Regions from separate parts of the Mus musculus genome. Here region 1 is linked to region 2. Evidence: chromatin contacts called from public HiChIP or PLAC-seq data. All regions are on one chromosome and are shown on one strand. Each heading gives the region's core, a stretch centred on a gene start, on an enhancer-like site or on the middle of the called end of the contact. The rest is flanking DNA. Distances are from core to core; before and after follow the strand shown. Region 1 holds the start of Crybg3 (beta-gamma crystallin domain containing 3). Region 2 overlaps Crybg3 (beta-gamma crystallin domain containing 3).

What was found. HiChIP or PLAC-seq counts read pairs in DNA pulled down with a chosen protein or histone mark.
Region 1: a contact with region 2 is called in an H3K4me3 HiChIP or PLAC-seq map of bone marrow-derived macrophages, with 3 times the contacts expected there. The contact joins the promoter of Crybg3 here to the enhancer-like site in region 2. A contact is called at or near these places in 2 of 15 datasets of contacts at CTCF or cohesin (CD8 T cells and large pre-B cells), 40 of 484 Hi-C or Micro-C datasets (B cells, the BV-2 cell line, CD8 central memory T cells and 22 more), 15 of 115 datasets of contacts at active chromatin or transcription factors (CD8 T cells, bone marrow-derived macrophages, embryonic fibroblasts and 7 more) and 4 of 9 other capture datasets (adipose tissue, embryonic stem cells, liver and 1 more).

Annotation. Positions count from the first base shown.
Region 1 is chr16:59,599,569-59,604,145 of GRCm38.p6, reverse strand. Crybg3 (beta-gamma crystallin domain containing 3) reads left to right here and starts at 3,099. Exons shown (of 22, transcript NM_174848.4): 1 at 3,099-3,401. The coding sequence starts at 3,253.
Region 2 is chr16:59,497,661-59,502,436 of GRCm38.p6, reverse strand. All of the region lies in intron 19 of Crybg3 (beta-gamma crystallin domain containing 3), which reads left to right. Among named protein-coding and RNA genes, the nearest start is that of Riox2, 28 kb to the right of the region's middle. Within about 2 kb of position 2,781, at least 5 of the 459 cell types and tissues checked have an H3K27ac peak or open chromatin away from gene starts, as enhancers often do. A contact at or near this core is called in bone marrow-derived macrophages and kidney, where this site is marked.

The DNA of each region.
Region 1 (4,577 bases), core at 1,850-4,349, 100 kb before region 2:
TCCTGGACACAACTGCTTTCCCATCAAAGTGGTTCCTTGAAAGAGGGCATACTGTCTTAATCTTTACACAGGAGTGTGGGGCTGACACATCTTGGGCACTTAAAAGACAAATTTAGTGTTGTGGCATCTGTAGTTTTCAAAACTTTGGGGGAACCTCTGTATTGATTAAGAATTTCATACACACATATAATGTGTTTTCACCAAGTCCAGTCCCCATTGCTTCCCTTCCAACCCTTTTCCTAATCCATAATGATGATTCCCTTTTGTGAGGCTCTCTCTAAAGCAAAAAAAAAAAAAAACAAAAAAAAAACAAACAAAAAAAAAAAACAAAAAAAACAAAACAAAAAAAAAACACAACAAAAACAAAACAAAAAAAAAACACTGAAACTAAAAACGAAATTTATATTAAATGATTTGGGACATAATAGGACGCGAATTAGTAACTCTAAAAGATCCACTGCAAACTTAGCAAATTCTATAAAAGCAATGTATTTTTTCCTATTTCCTACTTGGCATATGTCTACATATTAAAAATTCATAGTGTATCCTTTGAAAACCTTTCATATGGAAATATTTTTAATGTCATCGTACGTACAAGACAATGGAACTAAATAGCCCAGTCTTTCCACTGTTTCACTTGGTGTTATATATTATTTATAGAAAAGGCATGAAAACGAGCATCTTTACGTCCTGACACACACATAGAGAGCTCAAATTTCTGGTGTAGGTCTAATAAGTCTGAAAATTTCAATTTGACACAGTTTACATTGAATAGAAAAAAATGTAGAGTGCGTTATGGAACATATTACTACTATGACAGAATTGGTGTCAATTAGAAACAGTTCTGTGTCTTGCAGTGTTGTCGGCTGGTATCTGGAATACGTAACACATGTCATTTTCCAGCTGCACACTTCATAGCCTCTTTCACCTTCACCATCTACATACTTGAAATCTTGGAAGCCATGTGTGTATTCATGTCTCAACAGAACCTCTGGTCTTGTATCTTGGGTGTAAACCTGGATGAGTTGCGCAATGAACAAGGTGGAATTTAAGCAATAACTGAACTATCCTCCGAAGAGGAGCAGCTTAAAACAACATAAATATTTTCCCAAGAAGATCAAAGCCATTGGAGTCTCCATTCACCAGACCTCAGTGTGAGCCAAAGAACTCTAGAACCTACGAACTCCGGACATAGGATAGAGGAAGAGTCCTGTGGTCCCAATCCACTTAGCTTTAAAGAAGAAATTACGTTGACAGTCGTCTAAGAACACGTGACCATCCAGTCACTGCGCACACTGGAAAAGGCAGTACCAGTGAAGTGTCTTCAAACGTGAACTTCGGCAGGGCGGTGGTGGTGCACGCCTTTAATCCTAGCACTTGGGAGGCAGAGGCAGGCGGATTTCTGAGTTCAAGGCCAGCCTGGTCTACATGAGTCCAGGACAGCCAGGACTATACTGAGAAACCCTGTCTCGAAAAAAAACCCCAAAAACAACAAACAAACAAAAAACCCATGAACTTCGTCAGCTTTATGGAAAGAATGCTCCTGCCTCAGCCACTTACCAAATGTCTGGATGAAAACTGAATTTGAAATGAAGCGAAGTTGAGTGCATAAAATTAGTATCTCTGAGATGTTTCCAACTGAAATTTGAAAGTGCTTTCACAGATTTCATAACAAAATCCTAGAATCTAGGATTCAAGAACCTGCTATTGTATGTCAAGACTCTAGGGTACAGGAAATCTAAAAATCTAAGTATTGGAAAAGCAAACATTCAATACCAAGAACTTTCCATGCCGTGAGCCTAATACTTCTGCATATACCTAGGAGACCAGTTGTAAAGAAACATTAATACGTGGACTACTATAACATTTTCCTATCAGCTAATTGAGAGAAATAGTATTATTGAAAATCAGAATTTGCCTCATAATCTTATTGACGCCCAGACACTTTTATCCCCAGACAGACTCCTTGCCTGGACCCTCTGTGCCAACACTGAGGTGTAGGACCACTTTTTGTCACAGGGCAACAGGGGGAGGCAACTGCTAGTCAGCTAACATTGCGTTGGGGAGGCACATTATTCTCCAGGCCCTGTAGCTGCATGGAAGAATTTGCTTGTCCATCTGTATCTGATCCTAATTTTTTTCTTACTCTCATACTCCTAGTTTCAGATCCAGTTGACAGATTAAAATGCCTCAAAGGGGTAGCTGTGGGTCCGCGGGAAGGCTCCTTAACCGGCACTATGATTCCTTGGGGCCGACAGGTAGACGTTCAACCTCCTCACTTCTCCAGCCAGCCACAGACAGCTATCACCCTATTTTCATGTGATTTGCCCACATAACATTTTTAGTTACTAAATGTCCCACTGTTATCTTGAACTTCATACCTCTGGAGTTTGACTTCAGACAAACTATAACAATACACCTGGGGCGAATATGGCTCTGTGTGCTTTCTCTGTTAGCAGCTCCGCTGTATAAAGTCATTTTTATCATAACCAGATATTCGTTTTAAACTAATGTTAAGGGCCTTTGGCGTTCCAGAATACAGGAGTATCTGCGCAACAACCAAATATTTGTTTCAGCATTTTTCTAGTTTGAGTCATACCTGAATCAGATTTGGTTTTGTGATCAGGGACGGTTTTTTTGAAAAAGGATTCTGGGAGTGGCCCACAGGTGAAGGGTGAGCGCTAAAACACACCTGGGTTGGTGGCTCCTCATCTGAGCCAGCTGAAGCAGAAACAAGGTGCTGACAGCAGGACAGATGGGACCTACCCTTGCAGGCTGAAACTGTCTTTAGAAAGGCTGTGCTCAGGTTCCAGGCTGCAGGGCACGCGGGTGCTGCTTCTTGCCAGGTGTTTCCCCAGACTTTAATTGATTACCCTGTTTTAAAACAGCCCTAACTCGGGAAAGGGAAGCAAAGCATTTACAGTTGACTGTTGGCCAAGCCAAGTGGGCTGCGGGCTGGGCTGGTTTGGGCGGGAAGCCGGAGCCTAGCATCCCCAGGCTGCTCCTCCCGGATCTGCACGCTGTGGCCGACAGGGCGGTCGCGGCCACTGGCTCCTCCCGGGGGCGGGCAGCTCCGGGCGCGGGCGGGAGGAGGAGCCGCACGGGGAGCGCTCGTGCCGGCCGGGCTGGAGGAGCCGCGCCGGCGGCCCGGGCCGACTCTCGCTGCGCTCAGCGAGCCAGGGCTGCGGCCACCCTCGCTCCGGCCAGCGGCTCGTCGGGGCCCGCGGACGGCGCGGCCGAGCCGGTGGGGAGATGTCCGGCGGCCGCAGGAGGGGCAGCGCCCCCTGGCACAGCTTCTCTCGGTTCTTCGCTCCGCGGAACCCTTCTCGGGACAAGGAAGAGGAAGAGGAGGAGAAGCCGGGGACCGGCCAGCCGGCGGGAGTGAGCCGGAGTGCAGCCAGGTGGGAGCCGCGGGGGCGCCGTGCGCGCCTTCCTCCGCCGCTCGGGTTTCCTCCGGTCCCGCCCTGGGTGGCTTAGATCTGGGGAAGTTCTTGCTCCCGGCCGGTGGCTTTTCCCGCCGCCATCGGGGGCTCCCGGCTCTGTCCCCTCCACTCCGGGAGGCTCTGAAGCTGCCGAGGGAATCTCGCGCCCCTCCGCGTCGTGCTTTGCCATCTTAAGGTTTTCTCGAAGTGATTCCTAAAAGAGTTGCAATCAGAGCTTTCTGAGACGACATCCAGAATCTGAAGTCTTCGCCAGATTTGTTTACAGTTTAAATGTTGCCGCCCTTCCTCCTTTCTCTCTGTCTCTCTCACTGGGGACATCTGACGGAAGCGCTCCGATTTGGGGAACCAGGGCCGGAGCTGAGAGCTGGCTCAGTTTAATGATTAGTATGTGCACTCTTGCACTCTTTCCATAATCATTTTTCCTCTACTCCTGCTGCTTTAAAGATTGACATTTTAAAAATTCGTCTCATTAAAATGCCCGTTTTTAAATTTCCTTATCAACCCTAAAGGAGAGGTGGTTTCGCTTCTTTCTCCTTTTTTTTTTTTTTTTTTTTTGAGAAGTGAAGCCAACTTCACTTGCACCAGAAGAACCTGTAACCCATGTCCTTGGAAGGTTGCCCTCTAGAGAGCTATATTTACCTCAGACTAAAGACTTGCTGATGGACTTCAAAGAAAAATGGATCGGAAACAACTGACGCTTCTAGTTCCATTACTATTTAGGGTTTGTGATTTGTTGTTAGCCCTTCGTTCTCCTTGCTTTTCCTAATTGTGAATCATTTCCAGTGTAATCACCTGTTAGCATAATACGTCTTTCCAAGAAATGACCAATTATAATTGACTGGTTATTCTACTAGGAAGTTTCAGATACTTTTGGCCTGGTTGTTGATGCTTTTAACATTCGAAGTTTCCCCGTCCTTAATGGTAGTTCTGAAATCTGGGAGGTCTCACCTGTCGTGGCTCTAATGTGGCTCTAACGTTGTCCCTAACAGTCCCCTGTGATCTGAAAGCAGTAGACTCAGCGCCCTTTGGAAACTTGAGAGTGGTGGAATGGAGTAAGCAGGCCAGCTCCTATCAGCATTGTCCTGAAATCCTGCCTGTTCCCCTGGCCTATTTGCCCTTTTAAGGCAGGCACTC
Region 2 (4,776 bases), core at 1,532-4,031:
CCTAAAAGACTTGATTATTTTTATTTTATTTTATTTTTTACTACATGACATGGTATGTAGCTTACAAGCACATAGGTTCAGATGAGTTGGGCTCATTCCTACTATTTTGGAAAGCACTTTTGAGAAGTGGAAGTGCCTGTGTTGTTTGCTTACTGTTCTATCTTTGGTACCTGTCACAAAGGCAAGGACTCAGGGGCTCAAACTGTTTGTTCAATAAAGGAATAATGGATGTGTAGTGTTCTCTAAGATACAGTAGATGCTAGGACAGAAATCATCAGTTCCTTAGTTGAACTGTAATTTTTAATTAAACTCAAAGCTGACATAGTTGATCCCCAGCACCCACATTAAAAGCCAGACATAAAGTGCATATGTGTAATTCCATCAAGAGGGAAGTAGGGCACTGAGGGTCTTCTGGCCAGCTTCCCTGGAACAGCTGGGAAGTTCCAGGCAAGTGAAAAGACCCTGCCTTAAATGTAGGTGTGACCCAAAATATACCTCTTACTTCCACATGGATATAAATATGCATACATGTGAGCCCCCAACATCACACAAAACTGGAACATAAAACAACATACGATTATCAAAAGCCTTAGGTAGTGTGTGACACCAAGAAGGGAGGTGGTACACGTAGACCTTGAAAAGTTCCCCAGGCAGGCCACTTATGTAATGGGTGGCAGAAGAGCTATCTACCTGTGCTCTTTTTTTTTTTAATTAACTCTTTACACTCCATATTTTATCCCCTCCCCCATCTACCCCCCCCCCCCCCCGCTGTTCCACATCCCAAACCTCCTCCCCACACCCATTTCCACATGGATGTCCCCACTCCTCCCACTCCACCTGACCTCTAAACTTCCTAGGTCCTCCAGTCTCTTGAGGGTTAGGTGCATCATCTCTGAATGAACACAGGCCTGGCAGTCCTCTACTGTATGTGTTTTGGGGACCTCATATCAGCTGGTCTATGCTGCCTGTTTGGTGGTCCAGTGTTTGAGAGATCTCGGGGTCCAGTTTAATTGAGACTGCTGATTCTCCTACAGGATCGCCCTTCTCCTCAGCTTCTTTCAGCCTCCCCTAATTCAAAAAGGGGTTGGGTGCAAATACCTGCGTCTGACTCTTTCAGCTGCTTGCTGGATCTTTCATAGGGCAGTCATGATAGGATTCTTTTTGTGAGTGTTCCATAGCCTCGCTAATAGTGTCAGGCCTTGGGGACCTCCCCTTGAGATGGATCCACTTTGGGCTTGTTGCTAGACCTTCTTTTCCTCAGACTCCTCTCCATTTCTGTCCCTGTAATTCTTTCAGACAGGAACAGTTATGGGTCAGAGTTGTGAATGTAGGATGGTAAACCCATCCCTCACTTGATTTCCTGTCTTGCTGCTGGAGGTGAGCTCTATAAGTTCCCTCTCCCTACTGCCGGGCATTTAATCTAAGGTCCCTTTGAGTCCCGAGAGTCTCTCACCTCCCAAGTCACTGGTGCATTCTGGAGGGTCCCCCCAACCTCCTATCTACCTAGGTTGCGTGTTTCCATTCCTCCTTCTGGCCCTCAGGGCTTCAGTCCTTTTCTCTCACCCAGATTAGGTTCCCCCTACAAACACACACTTGGGATTGCTTTCTTCCCCCTTCCAAGTGGGACTGAGGCGTCCTCCCTTGGGCACTTCAGCTTGATCTTTTTGGGTTCTGTGGACTGTATCTTGGGTATTATGCACTTTTGTTTTGTTTTTGCTAACATCCACTAACTAGTGAGTCTGAGTTACTACACTCAGGATGATATTTGCTAGTTCCATCAATTTGCCTGCAAAACTCAGGATGTCCTTGTTCTTAATAGCTGAGAAGTGTTCGATTGTGTAAACAAACCACATTTTCTGTATCCATTCTTCTGTCTTGGGACATCTGGGTTGTTTCCAGCTTCTGGCTATCACAAATAAGGCCGCTGTGAACATAGTGGAACATGTGCCCCTGTGGCATGGTGGGGCATCTTTTGGGTATATCCCTAAGAGTGGTATAGCTGGGTCTTCATGCAGATCTATTTCCAATTTTCTGAGGAACCTCCAGATTGATTTCCAGAGTGGTTGTAACAGAGTGCCATCCCACCACCAATGGAGGAGTCTTTTTCCACATCCTCTCCAACATGTGCTGTTACCTGTGGTTTTGATCTTAGCCATTCTGATTGGTCGTTTTGAATCTCAGGGTCGTTTTGATTTGCATTTCTCTGATCACTAAGGACTTTGAACATGGTGCTTCTCAGCCATTCAGGATTCCTCAGTTGTGAAATCTCTGTTTAGTTCTATACCCCATTTTCTGATTGGGTTGTTAGGTTTTGGTTGCCAGTCTGGAACACTGCTTCACTTGACTCTCACAGTACTGCTGAGGTAAGGATTATTATTGGATGCCAAACAGTTTGACAAAGACAACCCAACTGTTAGGACCGTAATTTGAGCCCAGATCATTTATATACCAGATTTTTAAGCACATGGACTCTTCGATAGTAAGATCATCATTTGCAGAGTTCTCCCATGGACTCCAGGGAGTAAGCAGTAAGTTCAGTAGATCCAGGAGTTGAGCCTCTAATCAACCTCAGTGTTTGATAGTTACCAAACTCTTGCCATGTCCTTTGATACCGTCTCAGGTTTTGACACTTCAAACCATAGCTGTTTGCTAGCAGTGCAATTTTGATCCGTCACCCCAGGTTCCACATTGGGAAAGCTATTATCATCTCTGTGAATATGGAGTAGCATATGGATGCATACTGACCTTGTATCAACTGTGGTACCACATTGACTTTGAAAGCTTATTAGTTACTCACCATACTCTGGGAGAGAGCCAGAGACATTCTGCTTAAGGACCCCAAAACAGTAGTGATTTGTTGATATACTAATGTTCCAGGATGCCCCTCATTCCCAGTTCATGGGATAAGGGGTATTCGAAGTAAATAGTCACAGGGAAAAGAAAGGTAGAAGTGGGAAGTCATGTTTAGCTTTTAAAGACTAGCTAATAACATGAATGCAATGTTCCAAAAACCATAGTAGCCACTGTGACAATGTTCCTGTTTTGGCTTCCTCTGCTGGCTTCTTTCCAACCAAGGGCCTAATGCATGGTATGCCTCTACCACTGAGTTAGATCCCCAGTCATCTCATTTTTGAGTTTCTCTGCTGGACATGGAGATCCATTTCCAGTGTTCCAGGTCCTGTGATCAAGAATGCTTAGAATACCCGCTTTCTTTTACAAGCAAGTCCCTTTTGCATAACTTTAATGACCCGTCCAGCAGGTCCAGTTATTCAAGGGTCTCGAGGGGACCTCCTCCTAATAACCAAATGGGGGGGGGTAGAGAGAGATGAGGGCCTTGTGCGAATAACAACACGGAAACCATTCTGGAATGCATCAAAGCCCCAAATGTGTTAGCCAGGCCCGAGGTTTAAATGCACAAGAAAAGGGGGAAGTGCCTTTCAGCAGGAGGAATGGGGCAGAGGAAATGCACCTCAGCAGGAGGGATGGGGCAGCGGAAAGAGAGAAAGTACTTCTCAGTAGAAGGGATGGGGCAGCGGAAATTTTTCTTTTGGCGACTACACAGGGAAGCAGGAACTTGGTGGTATCAGGGTACATCTTGAGGTCAGGATATCCGGTGCTGACTTTCTCGGAGCAGTGCGTCTGGTGGCCCGCTTTTGACCCCCTTTTCTTCTGGGGGGCGGGGGGAGGCCCAATTCAGAGATCAGGACAATAGCGTTGCCTTAATAGCTCCCAACACTTTAATATAAAATATAACTACATCATTTCCTGTCTTTTCTGTCCTCTATGCAACCCTTCTCATTTGGAAGCTCCTTACTCCTTTTTAAATTCATGGCCTCTTTTAATTTTTGTTATACTCACACGTGTGTGCATACACACACTGTCATGCCTTTGGTGCCATCATTATTCAATGCATTTCTTCTGTGATATCCTCCATCTGCTGCAGGGAGAAGCTTCCTTGGGGAGGGATGAGAGCTAGTTATCTGTGTGTTGAAGTGTTTAGAAAGCAGTCAGGATTGTGCTGGGTTAGTGAAGTAGTAGTAGTGCATTTCCCTCTGAAGACCCATGACCGCTATAGGTCTGGCTAGCTTTCCAGTGGTTTCCCATGGTTTCCCTCTTGTTAAATGTGCTTTACGTCCAGCTAGAAAGCTATTGGTCATTGTCAAGGCAAGGTGGCCATGCTGGCTAATGTGACTTAGATCTGGGTAGGACTGTTGATTACTGCCCTCCATTGGCAGTTTGCATAGCATTTTCTGGCACTCTGAATGCTGGTCCAAGGGGAGGTTTTCAGGTTAAATCCAGTTCAGACTTTCTGAGTCCTGTGTCCAAAGTACATGGGTATCTTCAGCCATGGGTCTTAAAGTTCAGCCTCTCAAATTCTTCCTGGCATTCCTCAAATTCTTACATGCCAGTAACAACTATTGTGACTTAAGTTAATTTCAAGTAATGTTTTAGATTATTTCCCCCATTGTTTAATTAGGCCACAGCTTTAAAACCCAACAAAAGAATTCTCAGTTTTGAAAACAGTAGTTTGTTACTCCATGTAAATTTGGTACAGGACTGGTGCTGCTCTAATTCTTTCCCTTGTTGAGGAACCAGGAAATAATCAAAACATGATCCTCCTTGAGGCTGGGAATACAGAGTCACTAAGGCACTTATAATGCATGTCAGTGATTTCTAAGTGTAATTACAGAGCCATCAGACTACAAATGGCAATAAGGGTAATTAGTACCTTGCTTGGTCTTATTGATTAAAACTGTGCTATTTAGTACTAAAGTA